2 separate regions of the Zea mays genome follow, and region 1 is linked to region 2. The links are chromatin contacts, called in public Hi-C maps. All regions are on one chromosome and are shown on one strand. The core of a region is the stretch at or near the end of the contact, and the rest is flanking DNA. Distances in the headings are between cores, read along the strand shown.

Region 1 (2,700 bases), core at 19-2,518, 270 kb before region 2:
AAAAAAAATTTAGACCTTTTTATAATGTTTGTTTTGGGAGTAGGGACTGAACAAGACAAAATACTTGGTCACAGGTGCACTTGCACTGAAACCTGAGCTCTCCCCCCTTCTCCTGGGAGAATCCATGAAATAGCACTTGTTTGAGACGGCGTTCACGAAATAGCATCCGATTTCAAGTAATTCATAGAATAGCACTTGTTTTACCAAATTAATTCAGAAAACAACACTCTATCTATATTTTGCATTCTTTTATTGCTTACCTCACATACAAATGGACCAAATTACCCCTATTTATCACAAACTTCTTTTTTTATCTCTTATGTCCATAAGAACAACATAAATAAATAAAATATATAACCTCTATTTTTATAGTGTTAAACATACAAATAGACACATATGTTTTATGAACGAAGAAGTCTATATTTAACTATTAAATTTAGAACCAGGTATCTTCGGTCGTCGAACTTTTAAAATTAGACATATTTGGTCCATTAAACACTATAAAAATAGAAGTTATATATTTTATTTATTTATGTTGTTCTTATGGACATAAGAGATAAAAAAGAAGTTTGTGATAAATAGGGGTAATTTGGTCCATTTGTATGTGAGGTAAGCAATAAAAGAATGCAAAATATAGATAGAGTGTTGTTTTCTGAATTAATTTGGTAAAACAAGTGCTATTCTATGAATTTCTTGAAATCGGATGCTATTTCGTGAACGTCGTCTCAAACAAGTGCTATTTCATGGATTCTCCCCCCTTCTCCTTCATCCCCATCCACAGCACAGCCACACAGGCAGCAGGCAATAATGCTGCAGCAGCATGCACAGCGCAGTGACAAAAGGTATGCTGTGCCGACAATCAAGGTGGAAGTTTACCTCCATTGAGCCAGAGCACGAGCGGCTTGGCCGCCGGATCCGCCTCCGCCTCGGCGAAGTAGTAGAAGAGGGAGCGCTTCCCCGCGGCGTCCACCGGGATGTAACCGGAGTACTGTGCGAAGCCCACCGGCGGCTGCCCCGGCAGGGCGCTTATCTTGTCCTCCTCCGCCGCCGCCTGCGCCGAGACGCTCCAGGCGTCGCCGAGGAGCAGCACAGCTGCGCACGCCACCGCTGCAGCAATGGTGGCGGCGTCCCTGCTGCGCCCCTGCATGTTGGTTCGGCTGTGGGAGATAGTGGAGAGAGAGAGAGGAGGAGGAGGAGGAGGCCAGGGGAGGGGAGTGAGTCAGTGAGCGAGTGAGCGCTGCAGGGTGCAGCTGCAGGCACAGGGCGGTGAGAGTGAAACCGATACAGTACATGGCAATAAATAGGTCTGATATGTGTAGGTGGTGAAGTGGGTGGACATGCTTGCTTAAGTTATCTTCGTTCAGAGTTTAATACGAGTAATTATAGCTAACAGTGGAATCTATGATATTGTCATTTCGTATATAGCTAACTAAAAATATATACTGATATAATAACCCTTTAATGTTATAATATTTATATTCAATAATGTGTCTACCATTTTTTCTATCGTAAATTGTCTTGAGTCCGTAAACAATCCGCTTTCAACTAGCTACCCGTGAACAACCCGATTTTCTTCTCTCTATGTTTCTCTTCCTTCCGCGTCACATAAATCTGACATAACATCTTTTACAGTCCACCTACGACACCTTATTATATTTGTTTTTAGTGGCAACATGGTGTGTAGTTTAGTGTTCGTTGTGCACTAATCTGTTTCATAGATTCCGGCAGGCTTGCTGTGTTTTTTTACCTCTTGCTCATTGCCTCATTGCAGTAAACAGCGACCTGATCTTGGCATACCATGGTGGGTGCACGCCAGGGGCAATGTTTCAGGTTTCCATGCACTTGTCACTGCATTTCCGTAGACGTCAAATAAGCTTATTTGAAACAGAGGAAGCAGAGAAAACACTCCTACAAGATCTTTTTTAAAAAAAAGAGAGAAAAAAATTTGGGGGCGAAGCTTGTAAACCTTAGGAAACACATATGGAAACACCATTTTAATGCAAAAGGCATTTGACAAGATGTCTAGAAACCGTTAAGCAGGCCATGGTTTATTATATCATAATCTCGATCTATTACCTAACGCTCAGGGCTCTCTCGGTGGCTCCTTTTCTGGCTCTTCGTGAAGCCATACCAAACGGTCTTAAAAAAAACGGCTCCTCACCGAGAGCCATCAAAGAGCCAGAGCCGTTTTTGCTATTAGAAGCCGAAGCACGAGAAAATAAGCTTCTGCCGGCTCCTTCTATCCGGCACACAATAATATTTTACGAAATTACAGCCTCTGCCACCGTCTCCTCGTCAGAAGCTGTTTTATCAAATGAATTGCAAAACGGCTCTGACTCTTCTAGAGAAGCCAAGAAGCCAGAGGAGCCATAGCCGAACCTGTTTTGAGAATAGTAGGAGCCCTGCCAAAGGGGACCTAAGTAGATTTGTTTTTACCAACTTCAGTCATGTACACAAGTGTACTGCATGAGTATGATATGTGCCACGACTTTGATACTTGATAGCATGGCCTCAAAAACAATATTGCGTGTCACGCTAAAAGTTAGATCTCGGCTTACCAGATCGTGTTGGACCGACGTACCAGACATGGTGTAAAGAAGAGGTGGGCACGAAGGTCCATACTACATACTGAACATATCTTTTCGTGTCTTTTTTTTTTGCAAACTGTTTTTTAAAAGAACTTTATATTTTACTAAGGCC
Region 2 (2,700 bases), core at 28-2,527:
GTAAAGGCCTCGTAGTGGATCCCTAGACATTCACCTACCTCGGTAGTGTCTAAGGGCCTTGCAAACCCTGGCGACATGGGATACACGACTTGTGGGTACAGGGTACAACCTCTGCAGAGTGTAAAACTGGTATACTAGTCAAGCTCATGGTCATGAGCAGGACTCTCGCATGATTAAATTATGGAACTTAAATTCAATTTTTCATTTGCATTTGCATGGGTTTATTATTAATTTTGTTCTATTATTATTTATTATGGTTTGGTATTTACTTACATTTAGTAACTGCTAATAAAATTTGACCAAATTATTAAAAGCAATGCTCAGCTTTAACCCCTATTGTTGATCAGCCTTACACATCACATGAACTCCCACCTTTGGTGAGTTCATGATCACTGGTTTCCCCATAACTTGTTGAGCTATGATCATGTGTGAGCTCACCCTTGCTGTCTCACACCCCCACAGGAGAAGAACAGGTGGTTCGCGAGGAGCCACACATCGAGGAGTTCGATTCGATCTAGGTGGCGTCTCCCAGTTGACTTTCTGACGCCAAGGATGGATTTTAGATCCTTTTATATGTATATTTTATCTTGTAAGCCTTCCGCTATGTAATAAATACTCTGATTATTGTGACATTTATCTTTATACACTCTGTTATTATATATGTTGTCTTCTTTGACGTATGTATGAGATGCACTCGACTTTGTTCCTTAAATCCGGGTGTGACAACCCAACGGTCAACGGACGGACGCTTCACGTTTGCTAACTTGCTTTCCTGAGTCCTGACTTCCTGTTGTATGTTGCGGACTTCAGTGTTGGGCTTGGGCCTGTTGGCTGCCTACATGGGCACTTGGCCACTTTCCTTGCCTCATTGCCTGTTAGTTAGTGGACGTCAGGACGTGAGTCACGTGATGGGCCATGGTATGTTTGAGCTGGCTCATTAAGAAAACAAGCTCAGATGTTAGCTCAGCTCGTGAAAAAGTTCAAACGATCCGAGCTAAGCTAAGCCGATCTCGAGTCTCGAGTCAAGCGAGTCAACAAACCACGAGTATTTCTTTCAGCTCTAGTGAAACGGGAAGAACATCAAAACTGGTGACTTATATAGGATGGAGAGAGAGATTAGTGATGCATGTAGCAAAAAGAAGCAAGAAATCTTTTTTTCTCTTCTAGCTGCGAACGGGCCGGACTGCGTGCGCGGGTCAGACAGCCCAGCCCATTCTTCCAGCACCGACTCCAAGTAAACCCGATCATTCACGGCTCACTCCCCAATCCGTGAAATCACCATCGCAGCCGCCGTCTTCTCCTATCGCCCTCTCCTTGTCGGTTCGCCCGCACCGTTTCCCAAACCCTCCGGACTCGAACCCAACCCACGCACCCACATCGGGAGACGAGCCAGGCCGAGCTCTGGAAGAGTCTCCGGAAGGCCCGCACCGTCGATGGCGGCCGAGGGCAGCGGCGTCCAAGAGACGTTCGAGGCGCGGGTGAAGCGCCTGTTCGGGTCCCGCCTCTTCGACGCCGTCCCGGACTCCTCCTTCCCGACGGCCTCCTGGTCCGTGGCCGCGGGCGACGTCGAGCGCCACCGTTGGTCGAAGCCGTCGGAGGCCCGCGACGCGGAGGAGGAGGCAGCGGGGGAGGCCGGCCGCGGGGACACGCCCTGCGTCTCCGCGTTCTACGACGCCAACGGGTGCCTTCGTGGCCGGAGGCGCAGGTCCAGGCAGGAGGAGTTCGAGGGGAACCTCGACGACCTAGATGAAGACGAGGAGGAGGACAGCGAGAGGGAGAGGAATGCGGCAGAACAGGACGAGGAGGAGGGGGTTAGAGTTAACATCGGCCTCGACCCCACTCTGGATCGGGAGGTGAGTGAAGTTGTCTTCGGTTATTGATTGTTTGGTTTGACCACTTCATCAGCTGCTCTTACGATATCATAATTGATGCTTGACAGTTCGTTGGAATTTAATCATGATATCATAATTGATGCTTGGCAGTTCGTTGGAATTTAATCATGATATCATAGTTGATGCTTGGCAGTTCGTTGGAATTAAGCTGTGAAGTAAGATCAGGATTAAATCAACTATTGATCTTCAGTCTATGTCTTCTTAAATAAACATTTTCACCTAGGATTTGTTGCTTCCTAACTAGGCTTCTGCATGATTTGGATAAAGAATAGGCGGAGATGACCAGAACATTTTGTTAACCATCTTATTATTGGTTTGTGCCATAGTTTCACGTTGTCGCATTTTTGTCATCTGGGATGCATCAAAGGTCTATTTCTTAAATCTGGTGGGACGACGTTATTCCTCATATTAGTACTAACTAACTATGAGGAATGAGACGGTGATGCATCAACTTATTCTATTACACAAACCAAACAAAAAAAATGAGGAGCGACAAAATAATGGACCAACTCATTACTCAAACCAAACACCCTATAAGAGTATGGACAAATGTATTAGATTTAATGGTTCACTAGGCCCTCTATGGCAGTTTTTTAATGAGTGGGAGCATGTCCCGTTTCCTTTTGATTATTGATGAGTTTTTGTTTTTGTAGTAGTTAATGATAATTGTAATTGGCTAACGAGATATCTTTATTTGGATGTGATATATGCTTGACCTGGAAACAGCTTAAGTAACTTGTCTGGAGTTCTCTTGAATGTTTCTTCATGGTCGGTCATTATGAGTTATCCTATGTATCGCTGTTGGTGT

What was found. A called contact is a pair of places that touch in the nucleus more often than the background predicts.
Region 1: a Hi-C map of bundle sheath shows a contact between it and region 2, with 2.8 times the contacts expected there. The contact joins the promoter of LOC100272373 here to the promoter of LOC100382918 in region 2. A contact is called at or near these places in 8 of 25 Hi-C or Micro-C datasets (bundle sheath, ear, endosperm and 3 more).

The regions. Positions count from the first base shown.
Region 1 is chr2:66,214,986-66,217,685 of Zm-B73-REFERENCE-NAM-5.0, reverse strand. LOC100272373 (Serine carboxypeptidase-like 46) reads right to left here and starts at 1,268. Exons shown (of 8, transcript NM_001156555.2): 1 at 877-1,268. The coding sequence starts at 1,147.
Region 2 is chr2:65,943,379-65,946,078 of Zm-B73-REFERENCE-NAM-5.0, reverse strand. LOC100382918 reads left to right here and starts at 1,277. Exons shown (of 2, transcript NM_001175606.1): 1 at 1,277-1,853. The coding sequence starts at 1,434.